Linked DNA regions of Sus scrofa: region 1 is linked to region 2. The links are chromatin contacts, called in public Hi-C maps. All regions are on one chromosome and are shown on one strand. The core of a region is the stretch at or near the end of the contact, and the rest is flanking DNA. Distances in the headings are between cores, read along the strand shown.

Region 1 (4,218 bases), core at 1,042-3,541, 2.0 Mb before region 2:
TAACCACCCGGCAGAGAACGCTAAGGTAATTTTACTACAGCCTCGACGGTATAATTCTTAAAGTACTAATTAGGGACAACGCAGGTGAGCACATGATAATTTCTTGCTGTAGAAAACATGCACTGACAAAGATGTATTAGGGTTAGTTGAAGAAATCTAATTTGAAATCTAACATATATACTGGAAGATGTATATTGGAAGTCATATAATTGAAAGTCTAACCTTTTATTAAATTCATGAAAGAGAAAAGTGATTAAATGCATCAAAAAATAAATGTTCCCTAGAAACACTAAAATAAATGAAAAATATCATTCCCCTAATTCATAATTATGCAGATATACATTTTTTCAAAAAATAAAAAGCAGGATAAGTGGATTGTGAGCAACTCTCGATAGGCACTTGTAGATATGGTGGTTTGGGCAGAAGCCTCAAGTTATGATTGCAGAGGGTTAGGAAAATGACCCTTTATATTTAATTTTCTGCCAGGAATATTAATAAGCTGTCTAATAATAGTTCTCATTCTGCAGTTTAGCAGTTGGAATATAATAGGGCAAACAATAAGCTTCAACCATGCTAGCTTTAAGGGCTAAAACTATTACAATTAAAGAATCCCAGTAATTTAGATATGCCAAAAAAACTTACACAATGCAATGCACTGAAGTCAGTAGTTCTATTTCTGTATTATACTCAATCTCCTTTGAAAAGAAGCTATATCTACTTCATTTTGAGGCTTTGACCTGCGATGTCTGTTAATTGAAGCCTCATAGACATGTCTTATCATGTGATGATATATTTTTTCTTCCATAACCTCTACCATTGTTCATACTAAGATTTCATTTATGAGCTTAGGGTAATAATGGGTTCTGACTACCAAGAAAATCTACCCCTTCGCAAACAGAAACAATTCTACTTAGGAATAATGTTAAACAATTATTGCTAAGCTATGTGCTGCCACTACAACATGACTTTGAAATGACTACAGTATGATTAGAATAAGAGTGTAATATAACTGTGATGCTTACAAAATGAACTGGAAAGTGACTGTGCTGATATGTTTATTGTAATATATCAGAAGGATGGTTCATTTATTATTTTAAACTAGTTCAGATCACAAAATAGGTGACAATTGGAACAATGCACTCGCTTAAATGGTACATTTTGTGAATGGCAAAATGAACATTCACTGTGGTAAGATAAAAATATCTTCCTTGAATTCACTCACATTATTGTAGAAGTTAATATTTTTGTATTGACTTTTAGATACTTAAGCAGTCCTTTTTAAAACTGTATATATTCTAATCATACAAAATACTATCATAGGAGTTGTTTAGCTATTTCAAAACAGTGTCAACCTATGGCTTGCTAGAAACCTGTTTTATATTTCACACATAAGGGATTAATGTATTTTACACTGGGTTTATAGGCACTGCACTTATAAAAAAAAAAAGAGCTTATAGTCTCAGAGTGGGGAAATTGCAATGTCAAATGTGTTGGTTAAATTAAGGGATTATTTATAGAATATCTAAATTTAGTAGATTTCCGTAGTAATTTTTTTCTTTTTACTTTTAAATATCTAAAAATAAGTGTTCATATTTAAAAAGGAAAGCCATTGTATTCAAAAACAAGAGGTGTTCCTGAAACTCCATCCCAGTGCATAACTATATGAAGAGCCTTTATGGCATCTTCAGGCCAGTATAGAATGGGGAACACGGAGGTTTAAAATAAATGCCCTTTATCCTCCCTGTAAGTTAGAATAAGTTATTCAATCATGCATTAAGACCTTCTTAGACCTTTATAGGTCATGCTAAAAAATAATTTTTTGTTGTTGTTCCAAGTGAACTGTTATTATTAATGCCTCAAATTTTACTCAGGTATCTGGCGTCGTAGGTACAACCCATTGCACAAATCTTCGTGGTTTACTGATTTTAAAAGATCAGTCAAATATAGATAAGTGCTTTCAGGGCCAATATTTATGGTATAAACTAATCCTTTTGAGAGTTATTCTATCCGGCTCTTGAATGAAAATGAGAAACGTATGAGGATACTCGACGGAAGAGGAGTCACAGAAATGAACTGCACAGGAAAGCCAAGTACTACAGGTAAAGTTGGAATCCTCAGACAGTGTTAATGGGAAAGGAAATATGTTCCTCAGCTTGGGGAGCAGCTGGACGGGACTCCTCCCAGCCTCTCCCAAGTAAAGTTTGCAGATAGGTGAGCTGAAGCGGCTTTTGCCGCAGCCACGCGTCCGGGCGAGCTCTGTTTCGTAGGTTTCTGGGCGCTGCGGGAGCAGAAGTGCAAGGTCAGCCTTGATCAGCCGCCGCGGCCTGTCACACTCCCGGGTAGGAGACTTCTCTCCGCACAGCGGACAGGCCTAGGGCTGACTACGGGGATCCCAGAAGCTGTCATTTTCCCTTTCTCCCGGCAGCTTCCGTCACCCAGCAAGTAGGGAGTGCTCAAAGTAATTTTCTCTCCGGTCTTGAAGGAGATTCAAATATCCTCTGTCCCGACCTTTCCTATCCGCCCTCTCTGCCTTTCCGGCCAGAGTCCCCGCCAGCAAAAGCCTCTAGTTGCAGCACCGGGCGTGTAGTCCATTTAACGCGCTCCGGGGATCTGCTGGCCCCTGCTTCCCTCCGAGGGGCGACGGAGTGTTTCGCTCCTCGGACCCCGGGTGGTCTCTCTCCGATCTCTGCATTTTGGTCCCTCGATTTAGCAAAGAGAAGTGCGGGATGTGCGTCGGCAACCGGGCCGCCTCGGCATCCCCCATCCGCCCTCCGCGGTGCCCGAGGCTCCAGGGTCTGCGCCCCGCACGCCCTGCCGGCTTCCCGCGCTGCCTCTGGTCGAGCGACTGCCGGGGCTCGGCTGCTCGCTACACGGAGCCACTCCGAGCAGCCGCCAGCCCTTATGCGCCCGTGACAGCCCTGTCCTCGCGGGTCTGGGGAGCGCCGCCGCTTCCTTCCCCGACCGGCCCATGCTGGGCATGCTCAGTGCGCCTCCTGGAATCCAGCTCTCCCGGGGCTGGGATCGTGACTCCGGGTTTTCGTGACTGCCAAAGGGGCGATGGGGAGGGGAGGCTGGAAGACAGTCAGCGCCTTGTTCCGCGCCCGGCTGTGGCCGCCCGCACCGCAAGATACGGGCCAATCAGGGGGCAGGGGCGGGGCTCAGTTCGTCACGCCCTCCCTCTGGGCTTATTGAGAGTTATATCAAGAAATTCAGTTCAGAGAGAGGAGAGAGGAGAGGGAGAAGGAGAGAGGGGCAGAGGAGAAGGGAGAGAGGGAGAGCATGCCAGACAGGAAGGAGCACCCTAGAGTCTCTGAAGCCCGAGAGAGATAACCAATTAGGAATTTTTCAGGCAACTGTCACCCGGAGATCATCCAGAGAATCACCATCACCCCAACTCTGACGTTTCCTACAAGAAGTTAAGAGACTTGAGCAGTATTGACATCGGAGGGAAATGGTATGCTTGATGCTGTGGAAAATATCCCTGAGCTGAAGAAGTGCAATTGGATGTTGTGTGTGTGTTAAATACCAGAAGAGCTCAGACCCCGTGGGTAATAGAGACGAAATGTGGAGAGAATGACTAACGACAAATCTGTGAATTTGTTTTCTGGAGTTGCTAATTTGCCAGCCCGAAGCAACACATTTTACAAAGAGGAAACGTTTTGCTGCTTCTGATTTCTCCCCAAACTGGTGCTACCAGATGCATGGCTTTCTATGTGTTGGAACAGATCATTCCTAACTGCAGCATACCGGGAAAGGGGAAAGGTTGAGGCAACTAACGTAAGTGTAAAGTTTCGCATGCACAATTGTACATTTTGTGTTTAGATATGTCCTCGGTGTAGACGATAGATGTTTGTAATTGGGTAGACGGTTGGGGCAGAGCTCACCTACTAGGCTGTATCTGCATCCCTACCTGCATCACTCTGCCGGAACTAATCGCGGGCATCAGCTACCGTGCAGCCTAATGCAGATAAGATTAGAGCCTGGGAACTGACCAGTTCTACTCAAGTAGGTAGCTGCTTGGAACCTTGCACCCATGTAAATTGCAGTTGGGGGGCATCTAAACAGAAGGCTTTTTACCTGCATTACTGAGTTGCAGTATTTACGTGTGGCAGATGTTACTAATACTATAACCAGAGATCGGGGGTTAAGAAACTGCAATTTTTTCCCTCTTTTATGCTCAGTAGAAAATATTGTGCTATTACATGGAAATGTTAGCTG
Region 2 (3,927 bases), core at 1,100-3,599:
CTGATAAAATGATATTTGGTTCACTCTTTACACTGCATAGTTTATTTACCAATACAAGAAAGCAACTTTATCTCAAAGAATACTGAAACATTTATATACTAGATATTTTTATATGTGCTCTGAGTAACAGAACAAATGAAAATACATGATTTCTATTTTGATACCCTGAAAATAACAATTGTGACTCTCCTTGAGTTCCATATTTGCATTCACTCTTTAGAATGAGGAATAAATGGAATGTGTTGATATTTTCAGGTGATTTCTGATTCAGTAAGAAATATCATAATTTGTTAAACAAGATCTTTTTCAAACACTCTCTTTCATAGCGTAAAGAGGTGTCACTACAACATCTATTACAATCTTCCTAAAACTGAATTTAAGGTCACTATAAAATAACTAAAAATATACCAAATCTGGTTATATACAATGTTTTAAAAATCAATCTATTTGGGCCCACTCTCTTAAAAATAGGACCTTTAATATTTTTCAGGGAGCATTTGTCCTTTTGAGTTTGAATAAATTCAGACACACTTGATATTTCAATCCCGCTAAGCAGAGAAGTTCCTGTATCCAGGGAAACCAGTCTGGGTTGCCAGGACCTAAAGTTAAGACAGGAGGAGCCCTGCTGTCTGGGATGTAAGGAAGCAATCTGCCAGGCATATCTTTTAGTTAGGACTTCTTTGTGTCTGTGATGCCTCCTGACCAATCTGAAAGCACAACTGTATCCCTGGTAATGTTTGCTTTCTACCACCTCACTGTCCATAGCCACAATCCACACATGGAGATGATAGTCATAATCAAAAGCAAACATTTTCAGATCTGTGCTGGCATCCATGGCTCCACATGCCAGCAAGGAAACAACAACAGGAACAGCAGTTGTCTCTTGAACACAGTGAGAAACTTCTATGATCTTCGCTTAGCAGCTGCTTTCTCAGAGTCACTGAGCCAGAAGCATTGGCCTGTGTTCAATATCATGTGAGAACATTAAGTTCTAGAGAGTGAATGACTGGTTTGAAACCTTAACTTTGCCATTTGCTACCTGTCAGATCTTAGTGAATTACTTAACCATGTTGAGGTTCAATAATCTCATCCAATAAATAAGGGTAAATATAGAGGGTAATTTGCTGGGTGAATTGAATGACAATTTAACTAAAGAAATGAAATGACAATATAACTAAAGAATGAAATGACCATGCCTAATAATGACACCTGATAGAATTTTTGTGGTGTATTAACCCCCTTCTCTTCCTTCACTTCTGAGTATACAGAAAAAAAAATGTATGCAGCTAAATATACTGGAGAATATGATTTATGTAAAGGCTAAATTATATTTTCAAATTATGCAAATCTCAGGTAAAGGATTTGTAGCCTCTGTTGTGTCTACAAAACAAAATTAGCAGGATAGCCGGGTCTTTGGAACAAATTTCAAATCTATTCACCTGGCCCCAGGATGAGGCTGTTGGCTGGATTCTTTCACCCAGGCTTGGCAGTAAAAAGGGAGACATATACTCTGTCCCTTATGCTTAGTTCCTACCTGGCCTTCCTTGCCTAGCTCATGATTTGGCTAAGAACCTATTCCTATTCTTGTGTGAGAGAAGAATGGACAGGGAGCAATAAGAATGAGAGAGAGGAATGAAGTGTTGTGTTTTAAATGATATTGACATCTAATAAAATGAACCCTCTACACCACTGATAAATCATGACCAAGTGGATTTCAGACTCTGAACCATCCACTCCTTTATAGAGATGATAGAAAACTCCCTTCCCTATGTTCTCTGCATAGGGAAGGAAGATGCCCTTTTTTGATAGACCAAGACACTTTCTTAAATGAACAGGCATGAGCTCTTCTTTCCTCTAATCACACATTACATAGATAGATGGATAAATAAATTATTGTAATTTATCATCATTACAGTTATTATTTTTAATTATTTACCTCATTAACTGAGATTTTTGCTCACTTTGATCTCATTTCAGGACAATTCTGAAACAACAACAACAGAATTTGACTTACCACAGCAAAAGAATGACAAAAACTTAAGTCATTGGTGGCCAGAGTTACTTCCTCCATTTTCTATGAAAAATTTCATGATTACCATCAACAGGGTCCTTGCCAGCACAATGCAGTCCTAGCAACTACCTGTCTCTCTCCTGTGCCCTCAGTCAGGGCAAATATACCAAGTTTGCTCTCACAAACCATTCACTTTCTGTTTATTACTGCTGCTTGTTTTTGACCTGAAACAAATAGATTGTCTGTTATTTCTCCAGCAGAAATGGGTTTATTCAGGATCAGTAGGGAGTTGCCATACAGAGTCTGCAATTGTGGTGAGTCATGTGCAACTACCCAGCGCAGCAAGTGAAAGAGAACTTCTACACTGAGAAGAGGAAGTTGGTGGTGGGGGCATAGTAAACAAGGAGTCCAAAAATTTTCACTGGTTGGGTTGTAGCCAGGAAAAAAAAGAGAAGTTTTTCTCCTGTTGGGCTCTGCTATCTTTGGAGGGCATTAGAGCTCCCCCTTCTGGTCTCCAACTCTGGTTAACAGAGGTTTCTCTTTATTAACATTTTTAATGGTTTATTTTATTTGCTTAATTTTATTTTTAAATTTTATTGGCATACAGTTGACTTAAAAGGTTGTGTTATTTTCAGGTGTACAGAAAAGTAAATCAGTTATACATACACACGCATATTTTTTTTTTACAAAATAAATGCACTTCTGAAATATAAAAAGGTGGTATTATCTAGTAAAAGGAGATTCTGCCAGAAATTGAAAGATGGCATAAATTGTAAGATGAACCATTATTTTATATTAAGAAGCTTTGAATTAAGAATATGTTAGTTAAAATATCACTCAATATCTTCTAATCAATCATCATGAGATCTAAAATTAAGGTTTTAATATAAGTTCATCTGAGAATTAATGAAATGCAATTCATCATGTATAGTATATAATGTGCATGGTTATATCTGGCTGTGCATATCATTATTACTATATGAATATAAATTAAAGACATTAGTCCTCATCTATTTGAGTAAAACAAATACTAATTGTGCATAAGCTATCCATCAGCTACCTTGTTGCATTTTGCAGAATGAATATCAACTTATCTACATAAATTATCTTTGTGGGGTCACTCTCCTATTTGGGGAAACACTTCAATAAAATTACAGTCTGAAGAAATTGAGCATATATGAGTTTCCTAAATTTCAGTACTTGGTTGTACAATGAACTGAACTTAAGAGCATCAACTCTTCTGCTTCTATGTTAGTTATGGACATTTCTGTGCCCTGTTTTGTTCTCCCATTTTGGTAAAAGGAGGTGAGGTAAAATATTTCTTTTATTTCTGGAAAGTAGAATTGTCTGTCAACCCCTGAACTTTGTTTAGTAAAATTAAAAAGTTATACTATTAGTGAAAAAAAATTAAATTTTACTATTTTATATTTTCATTTAAAAATATTATTTGGAGCATTGTACCAAAGTTATTGACTGAAACATACATTTATGACTTATAAAGCAGTAGTAAAATTTGTTTCAATTTTAAAATGTATGATATGAAACAAATATACAATATATTTAATTGGATGGTTTAATTAAATAATGTTCACAGTGAAATGAAGACTCAAGACATCAACTAATGCATGTGATTAATGGATTTTACAAAATTCTTGACCTTGAACTTATTTAAGAATGCAGTTTCAACATTTTTATGTCCAAAGCCAGAGTCTTGTAAGGCCATTAATGCCCTTGATTAACTTGGTTTATCAATCAGCTTTTTTTTTTTTTGGCTCTACGATGACCTAGATAGTTATTTTTTCTAAAAATTTGAGGAATCCATAGACTCTCTGATGACTTTCCATAAGAAAAAGGATATAGCTAACTAAAAAAAAAAAAATAAATCCTGGGTTTTATTTCCTATACATATTTCAGGG

The links. A called contact is a pair of places that touch in the nucleus more often than the background predicts.
Region 1: a Hi-C map of embryonic fibroblasts shows a contact between it and region 2, with 3 times the contacts expected there. The contact joins the promoter of PCDH9 here to the enhancer-like site in region 2. A contact is called at or near these places in 4 of 47 Hi-C or Micro-C datasets (brain, embryonic fibroblasts and skeletal muscle) and 1 of 2 datasets of contacts at active chromatin or transcription factors (skeletal muscle).

What each region holds. Positions count from the first base shown.
Region 1 is chr11:39,453,239-39,457,456 of Sscrofa11.1, reverse strand. PCDH9 (protocadherin-9) reads left to right here and starts at 2,291. Exons shown (of 4, transcript XM_021065365.1): 1 at 2,291-3,777.
Region 2 is chr11:37,476,398-37,480,324 of Sscrofa11.1, reverse strand. No RefSeq gene overlaps it. Among named protein-coding and RNA genes, the nearest start is that of PCDH9, 2.0 Mb to the left of the region's middle. Within about 2 kb of position 2,349, at least 7 of the 83 cell types and tissues checked have an H3K27ac peak or open chromatin away from gene starts, as enhancers often do. A contact at or near this core is called in embryonic fibroblasts, where this site is marked.